Linked DNA regions of Triticum aestivum: region 1 is linked to region 2. Evidence: chromatin contacts called from public Hi-C data. All regions are on one chromosome and are shown on one strand. Each heading gives the region's core, a stretch centred on a gene start, on an enhancer-like site or on the middle of the called end of the contact. The rest is flanking DNA. Distances are from core to core; before and after follow the strand shown.

What was found. A called contact is a pair of places that touch in the nucleus more often than the background predicts.
Region 1: a contact with region 2 is called in a Hi-C map of leaf, with 8 times the contacts expected there. The contact joins the promoter of LOC123045960 here to the promoter of LOC123045958 in region 2. A contact is called at or near these places in 4 of 5 Hi-C or Micro-C datasets (leaf and root) and 1 of 1 datasets of contacts at active chromatin or transcription factors (leaf).

Annotation. Positions count from the first base shown.
Region 1 is chr2B:548,644,286-548,648,246 of IWGSC CS RefSeq v2.1, forward strand. LOC123045960 (adenine phosphoribosyltransferase 2) reads left to right here and starts at 1,943. Exons shown (of 7, transcript XM_044469216.1): 1 at 1,943-2,264; 2 at 2,367-2,477; 3 at 3,666-3,758. The coding sequence starts at 2,114.
Region 2 is chr2B:548,375,760-548,379,770 of IWGSC CS RefSeq v2.1, forward strand. It overlaps LOC123045958 (trafficking protein particle complex subunit 2), which reads left to right and starts at 1,474. Exons shown (of 5, transcript XM_044469214.1): 1 at 1,474-1,616. It overlaps LOC123045956 (dol-P-Glc:Glc(2)Man(9)GlcNAc(2)-PP-Dol alpha-1,2-glucosyltransferase), which reads right to left and starts at 1,376. Exons shown (of 8, transcript XM_044469207.1): 1 at 1,009-1,376. The coding sequence starts at 1,098.

The DNA of each region.
Region 1 (3,961 bases), core at 693-3,192, 270 kb after region 2:
TAGTGTGTTTGAAAAAACATAGTACACACACACACACACACACACACACACACACACATCCGTATGGTCACATGCACACCCTATCCATATGAACATCTTTGAGATAATGAGTCGACAAATCTTGAGATTGATGTAGTCGCTGCAGATGCCTTGTAGTTGAGGGGTACGCCAGGCCATTGAAGAAACATCACCAGAAGCCTAAAATGAATGCAGAAAAATACAACCATCCGAGTCAAGTCTAGGACTTGAACTATAGTGGACATGTTCCATCAATAGTAATCTAGCAATGAATTATGCTTAGTGAGAACGTATCTAGTGAAACGGAAGAACCTGTGCACCCAAGTTTTTGGGCCCGTTGGATATAAACCTGAGTGACACAAGATGGATTGTTGGCATGTTTGTGAAAGATGTTCATGCTTTATGATAATCAACCCACATTCCACAGTTTGCCCTATCCCATAATCAAATCCATGCTTTTATTTCCATATCCAAACACGACAAAATTCTTATATTTTTGAACCACATGCCCAGATTTGAATCTGATTTGACCACCTTTTTTGTTTTGACGAGACGTTCAAGATAAGCCCAATATGGGATATGTGTTAAAAACATGAAAACATCGACAAAACATTTACGAAAATTGCAATAGCATTTCATTAAATTTACTAAAATATGCCCATCGTATTAAGTTCATGTTTAAGAAACGAACCCAGGAGTGCGGAAATAGGACTACCTTGCAAACATGCGAGCAACCCATCTTTCAGCTTGATCCTCTCCCTCTTGTTCACAACCAATGTATCAACTAGAAGGGGCGCTACCGGTGCATAAATTGGACCGGTGCATGGAATATGTTCTCTATGCCTAGTTCGCATATGATTCATTTAGTGTTTACCGAGCTTTTTCTCCCCATTTTTAGCTAATCACATGTTTAGTGTACATTATTGTTTGATAAGAATGTGCCTACTACTTTCAGTTGCATCTTTGAAAAAACTCACAAAATTTGGAAATAATTTACTTTTAATATATTTTAACCTTTTTTTCATTTTGTCAACTGTAGAAATCACCACTAGAAATCCAATCAATCACCACTCGGCATGAATGGTGGACTATATCAGAAACAATGCAACAACGAAATCCCATCAATCACTATTCAGCCAACAATGACTGAAAAAAGTATCACCGCAAAAAAAGAGAGAAAAAAATGGTAGTTTTTTTGTGATTTATTCCTATGCGCAACCAGCAAAGGAAAGTATATGCCGTGTAAAAACTAAAAAACTGATCTCTTCGTCTCAAAATGTGTCGTTGGTTTTTTCTTCTTGAAGGGCAAAATGCATCGTTGGTTTAGTATAGCTTTATACCAACTTTGCACTAATCAGTCATATTTATTTTGGGAAGGAGGAAGTATAAATCAGACGCATCAAAGAGTTAAACACGTCTCAATCAGCAGCTGCTAGCTGCCGTAGCTAGAAGCGAGATCTTGTTTCAGATGCAACCTCTGCCGCGGCAAAATCTCACGAAGAGAAGTACTCCCTCCATTCCACAATATAGTGCGTTCGCGCTTTTAGAGATATAAGTTTAACCGTAAATTTAACCAACGAGACAGACTGCAGCGGAAGCAAAAATTATATCACCGAATTCATATTCATTGAATTCATATCGAAAATACGAATTCAGTGGTATTTGCTCCCGCCGCAGTCGGTCGTTGATTAAATTTACTGACAAACTTAAATCTTAAAAAGCGCGAAAAATGGAGGGAATAGTAAAACTTGTGTGCAGGGACGTGGCTGGAACGGCCAACGCCCCACTGAGTCGCCATTCATGAATCGGGGGAGAGGTTGGCCACTGTCCAGTGAGCGAGCCGAGCCCTCCTTCTGTATGCAAACACAGCACAGGTGGTCCTGGCTACCGGCTGGTTTCCAAGGATAATAAAAACTACCCCTACTCTCTCGCACTGCCTCCCTCCGGGCTACGTCCACCCGGCGCCTCTCCTCGTGTTTATTTATACACACACACGCACACACGCCTTTCTCGCTAGCCACCACTACTCAGAGGAAGGAAGATCAAACGACGAAGCAAAGCAAGCAAGGAACGAGCGAGCGTCGGCATCACGGGCATGGGGGAGCAGGGCACCAGCGGCGGCGAGGGCGGCGGCAACGTGGTGGAGGCGCAGGCGCCGGCCAAGAAGGGCAACGGCCGCGCCGCCGACCCGCGCCTCCAGGGCATTTCCGACGCCATCCGCGTCGTCCCGCACTTCCCCAAGCCAGGTCCGTCCGTCCATCTCCGTGCGAAACCATTACTCCTGACTAACTATAACTCTCCTGTCTGATGTGCTCTGGTCTGGTCGGTCGTTGGTGCGGCGCGTGCAGGGATCATGTTCAACGACATCACGGCGCTGCTGCTGCGGCCGGGCGTGTTCAAGGACGCCGTGGACATGTTCGTGGAGCGCTACCGCGGCATGGGCATCGCGGCCGTCGCAGGTAAAATCATCACCCTTATCCGACCGATCGGCCCGCTGGCTAGTCAATCATACAGTGCAGGCAGGAGCCATGTGCAGTCCACGCGCGTGCGTGCACTCTGGTGCCGGCCCGTGCGTCTTTCTTTAATGCCGCTGAGAGCGCGCCGTTGGCTCGGTGCGCTGGTGCTGTGGAATATACCGTCGCCGGCCTGCTGCTAGCCGTGTCTTCGCGGCAGATAATTCCTGCCCCCTTTGTCTCCCCCGCTCCGCTCTGCCGTTGATCAGGTCATCACCACCACACCACATTACTGTAGTGTACTCGTAGGAGTAACTCTTATTTTCAGATAACAGAACAGTAGCTGCAGTACTACTAGGTACTAGCAACAGTATAGATACGCGCGCGCGCACGTACACACGCACGCACACGTATGCGTCTTCCTCATCAGTTCACCGTCTGGTCTGGTTTGGTCTGGTCTGGTCCAGAGAGCATAGCAATAAAACCCAGGGGCCAATGCCGCCACGCTGGGAGGAAGAGGAAGAAGAGTCGTCCATGGATGGAGGCTAGCCAATTTAACCGGAATAGTCTCTGCAGCGCATGTGGGATGTGTCCTCGCGCTGTCGTCGCATGGTACTAGGACTACGATGGTCCCTGCAGCCGAACGAACGAACGTCCCGCCGGCCGGCCCCGTCGCGCCACTTGTACGGTCCGCGGTGATCGAGCAGGGCCAGTGGCATCGCCTGTACCTGTACGTGTTCAATGCCCGGGTCACAGGGGGCGTGCATGTAGCCGGCGGGCGATTGGGGGGAGATCGCGCCGGGACCGCCGGAATCCGGTGGGGGCGCGCGCGCGCGTCTTGGATCACCTGATCGGACGGCCGTGGCCGAGAGCTCACATGCGGTGTCGTCCCCTCCCCTCGGGCCGGCCGGTCCTCGCGTTCGCGCCTACCCTTGCTGGCCTGGCTCGGTACCTCTGCTAGTACGAGAGTACAGCGATCTGGTTAACTCCGCTGTCTGGTGCACCTGGCTTATGTCAGCACCTAATGCCATTGTGACGTTATTACGTGTACGTACCCTAGCCATGCTAAATACACGGCGAATGAATGATGACCCCCAGCTGTATGTATTTCGTGGCTATCCCTGCTGTATCTGTATATGCTTCTCTGACCTGTACGTGTATATTCATGGCTTGGCATCTTGGTGTTGCTGCTAGGTATTGAAGCGAGAGGGTTCATATTTGGCCCGGCGATCGCGCTGGCTATCGGAGCCAAATTCATACCGCTGCGCAAACCCGGCAAACTCCCAGGTACCCCGCACTTCCAGATCATTCTCATCTTAGCTGCGACAAGGATGATTCGATAGGTGTTCATAATCAAATGGTGTACTACCAATGCATACTGAATCTTTGAGCACATTAACCACCCACGCACACAACATGTAGATTTCTGAAAAGCTTCATTCATCCTGAGTAGATTCATCAAATGTTGTCACCATGCATATTTTCTCCCA
Region 2 (4,011 bases), core at 224-2,723:
GTAGCCCCGTTGCCACCGTCCCCTAGCTCCCTCCATAACCCTACACAGAATCCCTAATCCCCTCTAATCCCCGCCCACATGTGCTAGTATTCTGAGTTTTTTTTCTTAACCTTTTGCAGCTCATAGTCGTGAGATGTTGATACAAATTTTGCTTTTGGTCCTTCTGTTTTGGTACTCGGCATGCCATGATGTGGAAGACAATGCATTAGTAGCTGATGCTGAAGTGTTTATTTAATTTGGCATACGCCCTAATGTACATGTTGAAAACCACTGTCGAAATTGATCTGAATGATTCTTCATATTCTGCTGTGGAGTGCTTGAACTGCACAGATCTGATTTTCATCTTTGTAGTGTCGTGTATGTACGAGCTCATTTATTCAGCCGGTGTTTGTCTGAATTATGAAAGCTCATGCATTTCAGATTCAGAACGCTAGTTCACATGGTAGTTGCTACTATCCAGAGTGTTGTCTCAGAACAATACTTGCTACTGCTCCTTACATATATATAGTTGGTACTAAAAACCAATGACAAAATGTATAGGTACCAGTGTACTGACACCATTTTCTTTATAAAGAAATTACATCAAAGTGCAATTCCAATGTAGAGAATGATCATCCAAACAAGCTTCGGAATTTAGCCTCTCATGCGAATTCCAAATGTCAATATCGTGCACATCCAAACAACCAAATTCAAGTTCAATGTCAATATCAAAGTCTGGGAGATTTGATATTGGAGCCAATTCAATTTCATGGCCCTTAATATCAACATCCAAACGGAGTGTATGTGGTTTTCAGTGAAAAAAATAAATCCTAACACATGACGATGTTGTGAAACAAATGGTATTGTTGGTTCCTAAAGTTAGTACAAAGTTGAGTCATCTATTTTGGAACGGAGGGAGTAGTAATTAGCATTTATTCAGATAACTAGAGTGCCGGAATACTACTATACTTCATCATCAGACTATAAGCAAGTGACATTAGACATGCATATCCTGGCAAGAGGACTCACCATGTAGGGGTCAGGCACGATGGAGTCAACCAAGGCGGCGATCGGGATAGCCCATGCGGCCACCGCGGCGGCAACGGCCAGCCTTCCCATCCCGCAGGCGGGGCTCTCAACTCCGGGAAGCCCACTTGAGAGAGCCAGCACGCTTCAGATCCAGTTCATCGCTCAGAACTCGGAAGCACAGAGCTCATCACACGAGTCCTTACTAGGTTTTGTCGGAAGCTATGCAGCTTGCAGAAGGACCGCGGCGTCGGGAGCGAGTTCGCCGGTGAGACGGCGCGGCCGGACGGCTACGCTGCTGCTGCTGCTGCTGCTGCCGGCGTCTCGCCGGAGGTCTCAGGCTAGACCGGTGGAGATTTCAGCCGCAACACCTAGGCCCAGCGTCTGTAACAACATACCGGTTCGGGCAGGCCCACGGCTCTGCAAGCCCAACACACTGGCCCGGCCCAACCACCGTCAGGTACCTAGCGAACGGGAAAGAGGGCGAGGTCTCATTATTCGTTGCGCTTAGATCTCCCACCCTCTGATCTCTCCCGAGGCGCGAGCAGGAAGACGCCGGCGGGCGGCTCCGGCGACCGGAGACTCTGCGGTCTTCGCTCCGCCCTTTCCATGTGAGCAGCTCCTACTCTGCTTCTCCCCCATCTCGAGTTTTCTTAGGTTTGGATGGGTCGATCTAGTCTTTGGTTAACCAGCAGCAGATAGCTTGTCAAAAGAAGCGGTAGTGTAGGTCTAATCGTATTGAGCAGAGCACAGCACGTACAGTTGAATACTGACTTCGCTATTTGTAGCTAGACATAGGGTCTTGGCAAAGCCAGGCCAAGAAGGAATTGCTATAGAAGTGATGACCAGTGGAAGTAGAATTATATTGGGATCTGATGAATGGGTGGGATATGAGAAAGTCTGTGTTGTATTGTTTAAGCACATTGGTCTTAAAATAATAGTGATCAAAGTATCTTCAAATCTGCCCAATAATAATTATTTTTCTTGATTTTCTCATAATGCTTGATGCACTCTTAGATCACTTGGGGCCTCCACGAAATAGTCCCTCTGATTTTGACAGAATCTCCAATCCAATATAAGCTGGCGTTCACCATCTTGCAAACGATTGCTCTAAACAATTGCAGCGAGATGCCCAGAACTTCTTGAACCAGACTTGGCTTAACTATGGTATCAATTTCAGTCACAAACCCACCTATACTTGAGAAGGATATGTTGTGTTTGTTATGGTTTTATACTGTTATTCTACTTGGGGCCTCCACGAAATAGTCCCTCTGATTTTGACAGAATCTCCAATCCAATATAAGCTGGCGTTCACCATCTTGCAAACGATTGCTCTAAACAATTGCAGCGAGATGCCCAGAACTTCTTGAACCAGACTTGGCTTAACTATGGTATCAATTTCAGTCACAAACCCACCTATACTTGAGAAGGATATGTTGTGTTTGTTATGGTTTTATACTGTTATTCTACTCTGAGCAGTGTGCAATTGTTAAAATTTTGCTCCGTGACTCATGGTTTCATGATGGAGACAAACCTTGGAATCGAAAGGGTTTAGGCTTAGTAGAACTAAAACCGAGTACATGATGTGCGGTCTCAGTACTACTAGGTGTGAGGAGGAGGAGGTTAGCCTTGATGGGCAGGTGGTGCCTCAGGAGGACACCTTTCGATATTTGGGGTCAATGCTCCAGGAGGATGGGGGTATTGATGAAGATGTGAACCATCGAATCAAAGCCGGATGGATGAAGTGGCGCCAAGTTTCTAGCATTCTCTGTGACAAGAGAGTGCCACAAAAGCTAAAAGGCAAGTTCTACAGGACGGCGATTCGACCCGCAATGTTGTAGGGCGCTGAGTGTTGGCTAACTAAAAGGTGACATGTTCAACAGTTAGGTGTGGCGGAGATGCTTATGTTGAGATGGATGTGTGGCCACACGAGGAAGGATCGAGTCCGGAATGATGATATACGGGATAGAGTTGGGGTAGCTCCAATTGAAGAGAAGCTTGTCCAACATCGTCTGAGATGGTTTGGGCATATTCAGCGCAGACCTCCGGAAGCTCCGGTGCATAGCGGACGGCTAAAACGTGCGAGAATGTCAAGAGAGGTCGGGGTATACCGAATTTGACATGGGAGGAGTCCGTTAAGAGGGACCTGAAGGATTGGAGTATCACCAAAGAACTAACTATGGACAGGGGTGCATGGAATCTTGCTATTCATGTGCCAGAGCCATGAGTTGGTCGCGAGATCTTATGTGTTTCACCTCTAGCCTACCCCAACTTGTTTGGGACTAAAGGCTTTGTTGTTGTTGTTGGGACTCATGGTTTCATGTTAATGGAACTGGGGCGGCGATGCCCTGTTTCTCTAAATAAAATGTTAAAATTTTAGTGATAGAACTAGATAAAACCTATGAATGCGCCCCTTTCACATATCAGTTTTCACGCACACTCAAATCTCTAACATCTGGCCAAATGGGAGTCATCCAATGAACTACGATTTTATCACACAAAAAACTATTTGAGTCTTAACAGCAACAGAGCCATGTGTACTTAGGGTTTCTGCATTTTCTTCTTCTTGGGGTTTACAAACTATTTATAGGAAAAACACAAATTTACAGAGTTTTTGGTACAAGCACAACTTTAGTGTTAACAGCAACAAAGCCATGTGTACTCAGGGTTTTTCTACCCTTTTCTTCTTCTCTAAAATAATGATAGCAGATCTCCTGTGTGTTCTAGAAAAAAATAACTAAGATGGTTAACCCACAGAAGTGAGAAGGCATTGTGGTTTGCAGTTAAAGTCTCTTAGTACAAAGCAACGGAAGGCATGCACATCAGTAATCAGTTATAGCTTTACAGATAGACTAACAACAAAAATGCAGAAGGATATGCCAAACTTTTGAATGCACAAATGCTATCCTTCTGGAGCTAGGGTAGTGGTGCATTTTTATTTTTATTTTACTGATGGTTAGTTTGTTTGCTCAGCTGTATTTCCTCCCAACCATCAAACTTATTTAA